Regions from separate parts of the Rattus norvegicus genome. Here region 2 is linked to region 1. A link is a contact called in public Hi-C data. All regions are on one chromosome and are shown on one strand. The core of a region is the stretch at or near the end of the contact, and the rest is flanking DNA. Distances in the headings are between cores, read along the strand shown. Region 1 holds the start of Notch1 (notch receptor 1). Region 2 has its middle 25 kb from the start of Rnu6-198.

The links. Hi-C and Micro-C count contacts between places; a contact is called where the count stands out from the background.
Region 2: a Hi-C map of liver shows a contact between it and region 1, with 1.7 times the contacts expected there. The contact joins the enhancer-like site here to the promoter of Notch1 in region 1. A contact is called at or near these places in 7 of 12 Hi-C or Micro-C datasets (Schwann cells, frontal cortex, hepatocytes and 4 more) and 1 of 1 datasets of contacts at active chromatin or transcription factors (oligodendrocytes).

Annotation. Positions count from the first base shown.
Region 1 is chr3:29,716,766-29,724,721 of GRCr8, reverse strand. Notch1 (notch receptor 1) reads left to right here and starts at 3,109. Exons shown (of 34, transcript NM_001105721.1): 1 at 3,109-3,395; 2 at 4,901-4,979. The coding sequence starts at 3,335.
Region 2 is chr3:29,763,992-29,771,947 of GRCr8, reverse strand. No RefSeq gene overlaps it. Among named protein-coding and RNA genes, the nearest start is that of Rnu6-198, 25 kb to the left of the region's middle. Within about 2 kb of position 4,652, at least 19 of the 93 cell types and tissues checked have an H3K27ac peak or open chromatin away from gene starts, as enhancers often do. A contact at or near this core is called in Schwann cells and liver, where this site is marked.

The DNA.
Region 1 (7,956 bases), core at 1,860-4,359:
TGGATGACTATAGCAAACCTGCCCGGTAGGCTAGGCCTATAACCTGAATGCACATCATGTGGGCCCTGGCAGCTCACCTGCTTGGGAGCTGGGTACCTTGGGGACTTGCCCAGGCAGCACACTCTTGGGCCTCCCCACAGTAGGAGAACAGCAGGGCCTGCTTCTGGGATGCTTTTGCCCCTTCTAAGGCTTCCTGGGCATTGGGAAGCCCTGGGCAGGTGCCCAGCCATACACAGGGCCCTTGACCTTGTAGATAGCTCAGAAAGGTCCTGCCCCTTGCTGAAGAACTGGTCAATACATTACCGGCTCTTTGGGATGCCAGGACACTGCACTAAGAAATCCTTGAACCTTCCCTGCTGGCCCCCGAGTTATGTGTCAATCAGCGAACCTCACAGAGTATTTGGTACTGAGATCCAGCAGGGTCAGACCCTTCCACAGAGACCCAAGCAGACAAGGTATCACCAAGGCTCGTCTGACAAGAGTTTTTGGGAAGAAAGCCCAGAACTGGGGGGTGGGGGTGGGGAGGGCATCTTGCGAGACAGGGGCCCTGGAATGTGCTTTTGCATTGGCACAGCTGGGGTAACCAACACCAGTCACAGGGGAGCCAGCTCTGGCCTGCCCGTCTGGAACTGAAATCACATATAGAGATATGGTCAAACCTCCGAAAAATGTTCAAAGCGGTACTCAAAGTGAAGAAGGGTAGACAGGAGCTACAGACTTAGTAGGGGAGAAGCTGCCTGTTCGGATGGCACCCCACTCAGGACAGAACACTCACCACCACGGACCACTCCATGCTCATACCCCTTCCCTGTGTTGTCTCCGTTGTCACTCCAACCAAGCATACTGTGTGCCCTGGGCTGACTTGACCTAGAGTTATTCTCCTAGGGATACTTCTGAGCCTCTCCTGAGAACTGGGTAGTCTCACTCTACCTGCATTCAAACTTCCGGGTCCCGCAGGGCACAAGTGCCAAGGTGAGATCCTGCAGGAGGGAAAGGCACCTGCAGCCCAGGCTCGGGAGGCCTAACCCTGGTACTCCTGGGACTGCGTGCTGCCCATCACACCCCCGACGCAGACCTGCTCCCTCCAGGACAACTGGTCTGTGTTCATGATGCAGGTGGTTATAGTGTTCCAAGCCTGTCAGCAACAGCATCTGAGGCTGAGTATTCAGCAGGAAAAATGGCTTCCCACTGAGGTGGCCTTGCTAGGCATCCTCTTCCTTGCTTCCACTGGGTCTTTGGAAGGCCTCTCTTGTGTCTGATCAGGCTTTGGTTTTGGGGTGTGTGTGTGTGTGTGTGTGTGTGTGTGTGTGTGTGTGTGTGTTGTTGTTGTTGTTGTTGTCATCTTGGTTGTTTTTTACACTCCAAGCCCTTTTCCTAGTAGACACAGATTAGAAGGCCCAGTATCTCCTGCCTACTGTGTGAAACAGCTTCACACCCACTTGCCAAGAGCTCAACCTCAGCCCTGCCCCCACCCAGGCCTTTTTTCTGGCCCAGCTATCTGAGGGTTCTACAGCTAAGTCCCCCTGCCTGTGTGCTTGGCCTCTACCTACAAAAAGAGCCAACAAGTGTCTGTGTTCAGCTGGTCCAATGTACAGCCATATTCATTGCTGGACAGAGACAGTGGAAGAGGTACAGACACCCATGGACAGACGGATGGCAGATGCTGTCAGGTCAGCCACTCCCCCAGACTCCAGAAGGATGAGGCCTTCTTTGTATCCAAGTCAGGTTGGGTAGCACGTGCTGGTGAAGCTGGAAAAGAGTTGCCACACACCCAGACAGCCAGAGGCCTTCAGGACCCATCTCAGAAGGGGCACTTGAGAGCCAGACGTTCCTTCTATGGAAACTGCTCTCCGGGGCTGCAGATCTCTTATATAAATATTTCTGTAGCATTGGGCGATTTTTCTCGCGGGTGTTGACCCCGTGTTGCCAACCCCCAGGCTTGAGGCCAGCTTCTGAGAGGAGCAGGAGAGGGGGGGTCTGGACAGCTGTTGGCACTGGCCCTTCAGTGCCTTCTAGAGACAGGTGTGGCAAGGGAGATGGGAGGCTCGTAGGACAATATAAGCCTGGGCCCTTACCCTGTGTCACACTCACCATCCTGTTTTGGGATGGGAAGGTGTTGTTTGTGCCAAATTCCATTGAATTTTGGCCGCAAAGGGATTAGGAAGATATCTTGGATGTCCAGTGCTAAGCAGCTTAGCACAGGATGTCCAAACCTCAAGGTGGAGAGATTTAAAACACGAGAAGAAGCTGGCGCTAGCATCATTGTAATGGGACAGCACTTTTCCGGGCCACCTAAGTGGCAGAGCCAGGGACCAGTGAGAAGAGTTACCGTGGAACGTCTAGACTCGGGTCCCTGCTGGGACTGGAGAGCGCAATCTGTCTAGCAAGGCACCGGTCCTTGGGGAGTTCCCTTGGGGAGCCCCGAGCTCCCTTCTACAGAGGCTGCGGGCGCGATGCCACCATCCTTTAAGGTCAAGCGTTCCGGAAGTCATGGCTAAGAGTGCCTGGCCTCAATCCTCCTGATGCCTATAGCCAAGACCAAACGACTCCCAAGAGTGGAGCCCCAGGGTTAGGACGCACGAAACGCTGTCAGGGTGCCACATCTAAACTCCTGCCCCGGGAGTCCCCAAAACTTGACTTCAGCTGATCCTGCCCACGGCCCCAGACCTAACTCCAGGGTAGAGCTGGTTCCTGGTGCAGCTACGCCTTTCCCACCAGACCCGCACCTCCTCTACTATTGAAATGCAAATTCTGGCCAAATGTCGCCAAGGGCCGCTACACACAAAACCTGATCCTTCCGCAGCCCCAGTTCAAACTTTTGGTCTATGTAAACTTTCGAACAAGAAGTAGTCCCTAGGTGCCTGTTCCCTACACCATGCCTTCTTGTCTTGTGAACCATAAGATCCTGACTAGAGACGCTCTCCCTAGCCCGGGGAGGCGCAGAGCCCACCAAAGCGTTGAGAGAGACAGGGTCCACAAGGGGAGTAAGGGTGCGCAGGAACCGGGGGCGGAGCGCGGTGGGATGGGGCGGGGCAGGGGCGGGCCCGCACGGGGGCGGAGCGCACGCCTGCCCTGAGCCTCACTAGTGCCTCTGCCGCGGGAGGGAGCGCAGGGGCGTGGGGCGCAGGGCGCGGGTGCGAGCGCAGTGAAGGAACGAGCCTGGGTGCCTGTAGTGCCGGGGAGACCCTGAGAGCCCAGCGCCGCCCACCCGCCAGGAAAGAGGGCAGCAGCGGGTGGACGCCCGCGGGACCGCCCGTGGTGCGCGTGAACGTCCGATCCCCGCCGGCCACCGCAAGAGGCCGCCGCCCCGGCAGCGGGCAGCTGGCGAGCAGGCATGCCGCGGCTCCTGGCGCCCTTGCTCTGCCTAACGCTGCTGCCCGCGCTCGCCGCAAGAGGTAGGCGCCCGCGAGCCCGCAACTTCGGGCGCCCTTCGGAAACTTCTGGTGCGCCCTGCGCACTCTCTGGGTAGATAGGATTAAGGGACCAGATGCCAGAGCGGGTGGACGGGACATGGAACCTGATGTCCTGGTGTATGAGAGGGACTCCTCCTTCCAGGGGTACCGATTTTTCTCATAGCGCCCAAAGACGCTGAAAGTTTGGTATGGGGCTCTGGGGCTTCGAGGCCGGGTGGCCCGGGAGGCCCAGCCCTGGCTCGCACTTGGGCAGACACTCCTGGGGCTCGCCTCGGGGGCGGACATGCTGCTTGCGCCTGCTACTTTTCGATTTGAATCGAATCGGTTTTGGTTTCCTGTTGCTTCTTGGGACCATTTATTTTCTTTCTTTTTTGCCTCCGGCCCGTGCTGGGGCGGATGTTGGGGTGCAGTATGAGGTCAGGGGCGCTATGCTCGCGTTGCTTACTTAGAGCAGGGCGGAGACGATGTGCCCTGACTTCTAGTATGGGGTTTCAGGATCACTGTCCCCTAGCCGGAATCAAACTTTAGAAGAGGGGCGATGTGCAAGCGGCAGCCTAGGGTGGGGGTGGGACTGACTCACTTTGGAAGTTTGGAAATCCTGCGCCGATTGGAACGGGGGTGGGGGGGGGCGCTTATTTCCCTGCCGGCTCCAGGAACTGGGGACTCCTGTCGTAGTAACCAACTGCACTCTTCTCCCAGTAGTTGGAGAGAACTGCCTACCCTTTCCTTAAAAGTGGGGTTTTATGTGATGCTCCAGTTTGGCCCCCACTTCGGGGCTTAATTTCTTAAGATGGGGTGGGAGGGGCTTGATTAATAGCCCCTTCCCGAGAATAGGGTGGAATTCCTTCTAAGTGAGGTTTCTAAGACCCCCTCCCTGGGTGCGGCGGGGGCTGCCCCTGGAGATGCCTGCGAACAGGTATTGGGTGTCGGAGGAGGCGGGGCAGGTCTCCGGGTGCGGCCCCGCTGCCCCAGGAGGCGGCCCTGGCGCGACAATGGGCCGCTCTGATTCCCGGGCCGGCGCTTTGTTGGAGGGCGGGGTGGCGGGCTCCGCAGCTGTCGCTTTTTCCCACGATCCGGGGAGCTGAGTGTGGCCACCCCCTCCCTCCTGCGGCCCCCTCGTATCTTGTGTTTGAACTGAAGCAAGGGTGGAGGTTGGTCGGGGGCTTTTTCTGGGCTCCTTAATCCACTCCCACTTCGACTGCGTGGTTAGAAGTTTGGGAGAATTTCCTAAGTTTTTCTGTTGCCGTCCACTTCGCCTCACTGTGAATGGGGCTGTACACCTGCCACATAGCCAGCCTATCCCTTCCCCACTAGTTTTTGACTGCCACGCTGTGAGCAGAACATTGATCCGTAAGGGCTACCCAGAAGCTCCCCCTCCCACGCTTCACCTCCGGACTGCCAGTAACTCTAGTACATAGGCACCATGGCTTTAGTCTCCGTCCACCGGCAGGACCGAGACTGACCTCTCTCTTCTGACCCTTTCCCAGGCTTGAGATGCTCCCAGCCAAGTGGGACCTGCCTGAATGGAGGGAGGTGCGAAGTGGCCAACGGCACTGAAGCCTGTGTGTGAGTACCGCCCCTGAGGGGACCTGTTGCTTTTGTCAGAGCAGAGCCCCTGCCTTCTGGGGACAGAACACTGGGCTATTGTCTTCGGAAGACAGCCCAGAGGTTGAGTGCAGTCACGTGCTGACTTTTATTGGACAAAGTCTGGCAATTACTTAATCACCAGCAATTATGCCTCGTGTGGAGCTACTCTGGCCCCTGGAGGTTGGCACGCTCCCTCGTGGGCCCTCAGGCTCCTGGGAATCCACGGCACCCTAATTCCTGTTTAAAATACTTGAGAAACAGTTGTTTTTGGTGATGAGACTGAAAGTCTGAGCCCCCGCCCCTTGTCACCTGAGATCCCATTCTGAGCAAGAGTGCCCTAGGTAGGAAATTGAGTATTGCGTGTGTTCTGGTTTTGTTGGTACTGGTGTTTTGGGTTTTTTTTGTTTGTTTGTTTGTTTGTTTGGTTTTTTTGTAGACAATATCTCACAATGTATCTCTGGCTGTCCTCAAACTTCACTATGTAGACTTTGAACTCAAGAGATCTGCCTGCCTCTGCCCAGTGGAAATTTCCTATTTTAAGACAAGATCCACCTCTCCCTGAGGTTAGGAGAAGTTAGAATGGTCCTTGTTGGTACTGCTGTCTGGGTGGTGGGTGTAAGTGCTGGAGTCTGTCTTCTGTCTTGGCAGCTGCAGCCCCACCTCTGCACTGTGTTCCAGGGGTCCTCAGCCTCAGGCCATCAACTGTGCAGCTGGCGTGATTTGGGGATGGGAAGGAGTAGGCAGCCAGGGGAAGTCTGCTGGTGCTAGGGCTCGTGCCTTTCAACTTGAGCTCCTCCCCGATGAGACTAGCAAGGTGCTGGAAGCTGAGGCCTCCCCTGGAGGCTGGAGACAGAGAAGGCTCCAGCCTGCATGGCGCGCCCTCATTCCAAATGCTGAAGGGCCCATCCCCTTGACAACGGTGCTGCTGCCTCCAGTACCCAGCCTGTGGGCTGCAGCCCCACCTCCCTGGCTGGCCCGCCCTGTACTGAAGCCAATTAAGCTGGTCTGTGAGCAGTTTATTGGACAAAGCCGATTGTGCCTCTGTCAGACACTAATGAATGCACACTACTTTTTTTTTTGCTTTTTTTTTGGGGGGGCCTCTCTCCCCCTTGCAGAAGCCTCACGGACGCTTGATGCCCTAAATCTTATTTCCTTCCATTCAGAGGCCGACAGCTGGGATTCAGTAGAAGGGCAGCAGCTATTGTTGGGAGACGATTAATGCTGTGTGATTAATTATGCGTGGCTTCCCAGAATGTACAACCCCCTTCCCCCGCCACTGTGCTCCTTGCTCTGCCTGCCTCACTCGCAGGGCAGGGCTGAAAGGCTTCTTCCTTCTGCCCAGGACTTGGAGGGGTCCTGCCAGACTGGAGAAATTGAGGGTAGTTTCTTCTTAGCCCCACCAGAAAAGGGGCACGGTCTGGTCTGCTGCCTGCCATACTTGGTAGAGTCGTGCATGGGGGTACAGTCCCTTTGCTGCAGTCCCCCAATAGCTCGTGTCTTAGTATCTGTGTGAAGACCTCTTGAGCCAAAGGCACAATGGTGCTGTGCTTTCTTTCCCACCTCCCAGAGTTGGGGAAGCTGCTTACAAATCCCTTGCAGTACAGGCCAGGCCACTGAAAGGATCTCAGTGCCAGGCCTTCTGTCTTGCACTAGATCCTAAGGCCCTTCCTCCTTGGCAGAAAACTCGCTTCAGTTTGGCTCAGAGTTCCACTGAGTTCTATCCACAGAGGCCCCATTGTGCTCACTCCGTAAGTCCAATGAGATGAAAGAGATATGCTCACTTCTGGTCAGCAGAGCTGGAGGCCAAGGCTACAACCAGGCCTGGCTGGTGATAGGCACAGGTCTGGACTCACTGTGCAATTTGGGGTGGGGGGCTTACAGCCAATCCACAGAGGGGTTCAGCTCACTGCATAGGCTTGGGTGCTTGCAGGTCCTAGCCCGTTCCATGGTGGTATCTATGTTTCCATCCCAGATTACTTCTTCCCATGTCCGCCGGAGGCCTGCCCAAGAGTTTGCCAGAGCGCACACAGAGGGATCCACCTCTCCTGACTGGGAAGAGGCAGCTCCCCCTTTCCTCACAGCTTGGAACCTGTAGACTTCTGTCACACCTAACCACAATCCTAATGGTTTTCAGCTTCTTGTGCTGCCTGCTCTGAGAACCTGGGAACCATGGAGTCATAGGACAGCGAATTGGTACCTTGTAAATCATCTTTTCTACCTGAACAGAGAACCTGCTCCCAAAAGCTGCTGGGCAGGGAACTTCAGGCCTCGTGATTGCGAAGTGAATCCTCTTGGTACCAAGTTCCTTGTCTTTTTTTTTTTTTTTTCCGGAGCTGGGGACGGAACCCAGGGCCTTGCACTTGCTAGGCAAGTGCTCTACCACTGAGCTAAATCCCCAACCCCCCAAGTTCCTTGTCTTAAGTACTAGAGTACCACTGAGGTCTAGTCTAGCTAGCCAGTGACCATGTAGGAAAGGCCTGACTTGGTACCCCATAGACAGAGAACAGTCTGGGCAGCTGCTGTGTGTTGTGGGATATCAGAAGCCCTTTGGGGGAAAGTTTGAGGCTCACCATACCTTTCTTGTAGGCCTAATGTGTGCTGAGAGGGAATGCTGACAAAAGGCGATCATTTGAAGAGCCACAAGAACCTATACACTTGAGTGGATATGAGTTCAGCTCAAAAGGGTTTATAAGGGGCTGCAGGCTCTGAACTGAGGGAGCTCAGGAATAGTGTTAGGGAGACTAAGGCCACCTTCACTGGTGGCTAAGTCAGATGTGAGGAGGACTTGCATTTTAAATGCATTTAGAAGTCAGGTGAACTATGCCCAGAGAAACTCAGTGTGGTGGGTGATAATCTTGGGACATCCTATGTTTGAGAGGTCTGACCTTAACTTTACCATCTTCAAGTCAGGGCAGAATCAGAACTGATATCTTGGTGGTACGCAAGGATTGCGTAA
Region 2 (7,956 bases), core at 3,403-5,902, 46 kb before region 1:
AGTGTCTGCTCTCTACCTAGAGAGCTGTTTTCTGTCCTGGCACTGACACCTCTAAACCACACAGATCTGTCTGCTCTAAGACAGTGGAGCTGGAGAGAGCTAGGACAGTCTGGCAGAGCCCAGAACCTTTGTTCTTGCCTCATGCTATGGCCATGGTCCCTGTGTCCAGAGCCTGTGTCCAGCTGCCTATCCCAGTAGACATGGAGGTTAGGACATAACTCAGGGCCTGAACCCAATGCCACCCACAGAGACTTGAGTGGGGCCTCCCTCATGCTGGCCGAAACAGAGGACTAGCCTGCTTTGGTCTGTTTTTCTTTCTTTCTTCCTTTCTTCCTTCCTTTCTTCCTTCCTTCCTTCCTTCCTTCCTTTCTTTCTTTCTTTCCTTAGTTTTTGTGGGTTTTATTCTGTTCTGTTCTGTTAGGTAATTTCTTCCCAGAGAGAAGAAACAGGACATGAAGTGAGTCCATGTATGGCCCAGTTACCAAATAGTGGGTATCCACCAGGATGGGTCAATCACAGTCCTGTCCTGTCCACAAGGGCCCATTCTGCTGAGTGTTCTCTTCTGGGAGGTGGCCTCAGGGCCACCTGTGTACTTCAGAGGATGTGCAGGAGGCAAAGAAACTGTGTGGGCGCCAGCATACCTACACCTGTCACCCAAGCCAAGTCTGGAGACAGGTACGGCCTGCAGCACGCAGAACTGGCTTAGCCAAAGGCTTACAAGCCGCAGGTTCTGTTGATGTGGGGAAGCTGGCAAATGTAGAGGGAACAAAAGAAAAACAGGACATCCCTGTTGCCCGGCGGCCTGAGTCTCAGGCCTTCTAGACAGGTCTCACAGAATCTAACAAGTTGCCTTGATTGCAGGCCGGAGCCTGACAGCTTTTTTCCATTTTTTATTTCAGGACTTGTTGTTTGATCATCTTTTCCATGAGAAAGTGATCCCCCACTCAGCTTCAACTCTCTTCCTCACAAACCCCCAGCATCACCCAGCCCTGCAAACCACCCCATTTCTAGTCACCTGTGGCCTCCAGCAAGCGGGTGGGGCTGCCCTGTTGATGCTGGGCTGGGCCTGAGCAGGCCTGGGCAGAAGCTGGTTCATCTTCCTCCAGGTTTCGGCTGCTGGGGAGTTAATTGCCCCCGAAACGCAGGTTCTATACACAGCTGTGGCCTGACTCCTTGCACCTGTCAGAAGGTGTCCTGGCTCAGCCTCTGAGTGCAGGGAGTCCCTAGGAAGAGTCTGAGAGCAGCTCTGTCCTCCTCCTGATTATGCCGAGATCGAGAAACCCCCATGCAAGCTGCCAGGCAACTCACAAATTAGACTCAGGCCCAGAGAGTAAGAAGTTCCCTCGAGGATGGTCTAAGCCTCCTCCAGTACTCCCTTACTGCACATCCCTCCCTGAACACTGAGACACAGCCGCCTTCACCAGGTCTTCTGTCACAGTCAGCCCCATCCCCTGTAGCGTGCAGGCCTGAGCTGATCCTACATGGGCCTTGCAGCAGAGACACAGAACATCCACGCAGCGGGTATTTGGCAAGACCCCCCCAAACCAGTGGGCTGTTGCCACTCCATCCACCAATGTGTGTCTCGAATACAGCCTGGGCATCAGCCCCAGACCTGGCATCCTGCTGGGTTCCTCACACCGAGAGCACAGACCCCACTGGTCCTTTCTCACAAACCCACATGGTTCCCCTATGTCCTTTGTAGTCCTGAGGGGCTCCTCATGGTACCCTCTTTGTCCCCCTCTTAAAACCCAAACACAGGAAGCTGATGTGTTCTCCAGACAAGACAGCATTCAAGCCATGCAGGAAGTTCTGTCCAACCCCTAGCTTGATCCCACAGCTCAGGGCCTGGGAAGGCAGGTTGGAGGGGTGAGATCAGTAGAAAGTGCTCCCAGGTGGCTCTGCAGGCTGTGTGGACAGCTGCACACTACTGTGGGAAGCCTTTAGAGGGAGGGAAGTGCCTTACGGTGGTGGTGAGCTGATGAGGCATGGGCTCTGGGTCCGAAATGGGGAGAACACAGAAAGGGTGGGGGCTCTGGGAGAAGGCTCTGGAATGTATGGCTCCCAAAGGCTTCAGAAAGATGTGAGGAAGGTTTTTCGTGGCCAGAGACAGCAAAATCCTCTGCATCCTGTGGCCCCCATTCCCCTGCTGAGAGCACAGAGGTGGGGCATATGGAAGCATGCTTGTAAGAGCCGCTATGGCCCTCAGAATAGCTGGTAGAGTTGCCCAGCTTCTTAGGAGACAGAAAAGGCCTCGAGAGGCCTTTAGGTCAATCTAGATGGTCTCTCAGAGTTAGAAGAGGAGATGGAGTCTGGCGGGGTAGCTGGAGAGAAATGTCCTTGCTATGGGGACAGGGTGTAGCTGCCAACAGACCCTCTGGTCAGTGAGGAGCTTGCTCTGGGACCCTCCGGGTCCCTCTGTTCTGATAGCCCAGAGGAACAGCTCCTGAGAACGTCCTAGGTGCAAAGGGATGCTTGTTTATCTAGTCTGACCCAGCCCAGGGCAAGCTCAAAGCAGCCCTGCGTGGTAAGTGGTTCTATTCTCCTAATGAGGTTTTGCAGCCTAGAGAGGTTAGGCAGTTTACCCCAAGCCCCATACTGAACAGTAACTGACGTCACAGTGCTGCCTCCCTTACTCTGTTCATGCATGCCCTTGATCCCAGAAGGAAGGTGAAACAATACCACAGCTAAGGTGAGGTATTCAGGATGGCTAGCCTCCCGGGAGGGGAGTGGCTAAAGGCTTCATGGTGGGACCAAATGGGGTGTTTGGGGTCAGCTGGGACCTTGAACGCAGGGAAGAGGGCGCATCTGGGAAGCATGGGTCTCCTTAGATAATGAAAACCGAGAGAGCTCCATCAGGGACAAAAGGCCAGTTCTCTCTTGCCTTGGATGATGTATACTGGCTGAGAGATCTGAGATACTGGGAGGAGGCTGATCCTGCAAGAGAGCACTCCCTACTGAGGAGGAAGTCCCCCAGGATTAGCCTCATCCCCAGTGGTTTCAGGGGCTGAGTAGTGTCCTCTTGAAATTCTTGTGTTGAAGCCCCAACCCCCAGGGCCTCAATATGTAGCTTTTGGGGACAGGGCCTTTAAAGAGCTTGTGTTAAGAAGTGGGGTGTGAGAGAAATCCCTAGGCAATATGACAGATGTCTTCCTTACAAGAAGAGACCAGGACACACCGGGAAGGATGGTCACACCAGGGACCAGGGAATAGATGGCCTTTGCAGTCTTAGAAGGATATCTTTAGAGGAACCAGCCCTGTGACCTACAGGTTGGCCTTTGTATTTTAAGGCTAATACTGGCAAGATGGAAACCCCAGAGTGGGATTAAAACTTTCTTCAACAGTGACCCTCTGATCTCAGACCGCTTTTCATATATGTGGCATGAGAAATGGAGTCCAGGGCCTTGAGCAATCTATGTCACAACCTCTACCTCTGACATCTGGCTATAAGGAACCTTGAGACCCTAAGTTCACGTTGTTTAAGCTGCTAATCTATGTGACTCTGTTACCATAGCCCAAGCCAAGTGATAGATCTGGCCTGGCTCCCTTGTCCTCACCCCATTAAGGAGATGGGCATGGATGGGTTAATGTCCCCCTAATGCCCAGGTCTGGGCTCATGGGGCCTGCCTCAACTTGTGTAGCTTCATCCTTTCCTCTGGTCTCTTTGACAATCACACCCCCAGTTGTAGTTGTTGGGAGTCAGAAATTGCCTTTCCTAGCTTCCTGTGGCTTCTGGGACACAGAAGGTTCAAGAGAAGCCAGAAAGCCCCTGTAAAAGGCCCAATATCACACATCCTATATATATTATACCTACTCTGTCCAGCAATCTCTCAGGGCGACTTCTCAGCCGACCCCGAGATACTCCTCTTCTTTTGGGGTACCTAAGTGTCCTATACCCCAACAGGAACAATAAAAGCAGAGGTTAAAGTGCTTTGGGTCATGGCTTCTGACTGACACCACTTGAAGCTGGTTACAAAAGGCACATGGACAGTTCCGGAACATGTGCTCAGTACTGGAGACACATGGTCATTCCTGGGAGTGGAAAGTTAGTCCTAGTGTCACATAGGCTGCATGGGCAGTCATGAGGGTATGATTAGTCCTAGAATAATGTGATCAGTTTGGGGTGCATGAACTCTGTCCTGGGAAGGGGGGTGAGGTAAATGATCAATACTGACATTTCAAAGACACATGACGTCTGGGGTCATGTGGTCAGTCCAGGAAGACATGTAGTCACTGTTAAGAGCATGTGGTCTGTCCTCATTGGACAGTCCTAGGGGTGCACAGTCAGTCCTGGGGGACATACAGTCAGTTCAGGGGGTTGCATGAACAGCAACCCACTCTGTGACCCACAGGACCCAGGGTCAGCCAGTGGGGCTGGGCAGTAGGTAGCTACCTTGGCTACTGGTGACTAACATGCCAGTTTCTGGGAACCCCTGCCTCTGTATCCTGATGGCCCAGGACTCAGTATGGGGTCATCTACAGGAAGACGTGTGACTGTGGCTAAGGCCAGTACTGGGTGGGAAAGGAGAGAGGGCTGGAGAAAGGACAACTCTCTGGGCCACCAGGCAATGGACGGCCTAGCTGTCCTAGACCTCTCTGGCCCAGCATTCCTTCACTCTTGGACAGGGGTCAGAGGCCTGGATGTCACCCACAAAGGGGACTGCATGAGTCTCCTTCCTGAGTCTCTCTTCAAGGCCCTCATACTCAGGGTCTGTGACAGGCCCTATATATGGAGCTCACAGTGGGCACAGCCTTCCCACGGTCTGGGCAGTCCTGGGTCTCACCACTCAGAGGGTCTCTGCCTTGATGCTGGACACAGGCCACTTGTTAGCAGGGGTGGGACGTGGGGCAGCCCCCACCAGGCTTCCTGGGCCGCAGTCCAAATGCTGTTTGCTCTTCTGTTTCCTTCTGGGAAGATTGTGGGAGGGAGGAGGTCTAGCAGGGTCACAGTTGGGGCCCGGCCTGCTGAGCAAACTGCAGCCAGATGAAACCCTCCCTCTTCACTCCCGTTGTACTGTAAAAGGCCATGAGGGAAGGGACAGCCCTGCCCCAGGCCCACATAAACCTGGCACCCAAGTTGTGGACCCAGGGCAAGAATTTTAGTTTTGCTTTTTTTTTTTCAACTTTATTGTGAATTAATTCACCTGGAACTTTTACAGGCTGGCACACCCCCGCAGACCCAACCATCCATCCACAGCACCTCAAGTTGATATTGCTTGATGGGTCCCATTCTGTAGACTTGTCTCTGAGACAGTGACATAAATTGTGGCCTGCTATGTGACTTCCGCAGCTTTCTGAGTTCCTTCTAGGTTCCTCCTAGACCAGCAGCTGTCAGACCATCTTTCCTTATTGTGGCTGGTCCGTCTGAGAGCTGAGTCACGCTTGTGTATCTGCCATCCACGATAGCCAGGCCCAGCTCCCCTCAAACAGCTAAGCTTTTTGGGCTGCAGGTTTCAATGCCTTGCTTTCTGTGGATGTGATATCCTCGCAGGACATTTAGTCTGTGGCCATGCTTAGTGACAGGATCATCTGGTACCGGCTTCCAGCGGAGACGTGGGTTTAGAGATGGATATCTGAAGCTGGTCCCCACTGGCTAGTTTTTTCTAGGCTTTCTCCAGGGGCACAGGACCCTTCTACCCTCAAGTCCCACACTCTGCTCAAGGCTCAGCTTGGCTATTGAGCTAGAGAACCTGGAAACTGAAAACTCACGTGTGTAGTTCTAGAAGGTTATCAAGAATTCTGGAAATTTCTGCAAGAGTCTGGAGCTCCCTAACTCCGGATCCAGACGTCACAGGCTCCAACTCTGTGGTCTCCCTCATACCACAGGCCTTTTGTTTCTGAGTGCTTGGCCGCAGCCCAGGAAGCCTGGGGCAGGGTCAAATGCACAGCATCCTGCTGGTCAGCTTCTCATCCAGCTGGTCTGGATATGCAGCGCGAGCACCCTTGTTCCAAACACTCCCAATAACCTCTTGGGGGGAGGCCAGCCTCACAGTGAGTACCATTGCCAGTTAGGTGGGTATGGAAGTATCAGGCTTGAGGTCAGACAAGAAAATAAGCTGACTTGACACTCCTGAGAGGTGGCTCAGTTGGTCAGAGCCTCCATTTTAAAACGCCAGGTTTAATAGTATATACGTATAATCCTAGCACTGAGGAAGCAGAGACAGGCAGATCCCTAGGGCTCACCGGCCAGCCAGCCTAGCTTAATCTTTGAGTTCCAATGAGAGACTGGTCTCAAAATAACGAGGCGGTGTGTGCAATGATACCCAAGGTTGACCTCTGGCTTCCGCTTGCACACGCAGACATACACACATAAAGAACTCTATACCCTGACGAGCCATTACACGCATTGGCACAGCAGCCTCCAGGGACCACCCTATCCCCATTCTGAATGCCTGTCATTTTTCCTCCAATGGCCTGAAAGGTGAGTGTGCCATCTACATTTGTGGGGAAACTAAAGTTTGGGTCACTGTTTCCCTCCAAGATGGCACCCGGCAGGTACTGGGGTATCTGGACAGGAGCAGCTGTAGTACCCTAGCTCTCCTGTTTCCAGAGCAGCTGGTCCCTGATACTGTGGTCTTTCAAGGCTTGGCTGAGTTGTGGCACTGTGCTCTTATAGGATGTTAGGTCCTCAGACCTTTTAGCCCTGTTTATTCGCCCCTTAGAAACCACTGCTCCTGTCCTGACTCAACATGCCAGGCTCTCTTATTTCCACAAGGACTGTGGATGCTGTAGTCTTCCCTACCCATGATGCCATTGTCCTTGTAGACTGCCCTATATGGAGTCAGGCCTGCCATTTCACAGGGCCTGGGAAGAAGTTTTTGCCACAATGGCTAGGTAGAAAGACAAGAGCCAGGGTAAGGATGAAGATTGAACCCTGAGCTCCACCAGTGGCTTCCAAGGCAGCCTAGAGGTACCCAGAAGCCCAAGACCAGTGGCCACAGACCTAGCAGTATGGTTCTCAGGGACTGTATCTGGGGCTTGGGTAGGACTCTGTGGAACACAGAGTACCAAGGGCCCTGTGCACAACGTGCGTTCAGGAAAAATTTGAGGAAGAGGGTGTCAGAGTCACCTTCAGTCCTCTGGGAAGGCAGAATCTACCACACTGATGATCCCTAGGGAGGCATCTCCCCAGAAGCCTGGCATGTTACCCTCAAGCTGAGGAATGAATCCTAGACAAGCCCTACCCAAGCTAAGGAGCCCTGGCAGGTAGGAATGAGGCCACCTAGGTACTTGCCAAGCAATGGGTCTCAAGGAAGCTGAGCCATAGGAGTCAGGGAAAGAGCAAGGCCAGGATAAAACTGCCCTGGGGCATGCAGTTGATGCGTGGGAGGGGCACCCAGAGAGAAATGTGAGAACCAGCAGCTGACTAGGGCCTGGAGCTCTAGTAGTTTCCAAGACCGCCCTCAGGGGCAGCTGTAGAGAGGGATGGGTGCAAAGCTGGCTGCTGGGGCCTCCACTTGGCTGAAGCTACCATTCCAGCCCTACCTAGGGGCCTTGGCTATCTCACAGAATAGAAATGGGCAAACTCCAGCTCAGATCGTAGTATCACTGGACTCTCTCTTCTCTGGCCACTCTGTACCCTGTCCATGACTTAAGAGGAGTACAACACCTCTAGAAGTGGGGGACCTTGTGGGAGCCAGGTGTCCATACCACATACACCATTTGGCGAGGCTGTGGGCCAGCTGTCAGCTTGGCTTTCCCCCACCCAGGAGACAGATCCAGCCCATTTGCCATTTGTTCCCATTCAGAGACCTGCAGTGTCTATTTTCCTAGGAAGTATGGTCTGTAGTCACACACACACACACACACACACACACACACACACACACACACACACAGAGAGAGAGAGAGAGAGAGAGAGAGAGAGAGAGAGAGAGAGAGAGAGAGATATCTTGGAATCCCAGTGTTGACCAAGGACAGACAAGAGTCTGGTGTGAGAGGGAGCCATTGCCAAGTCAT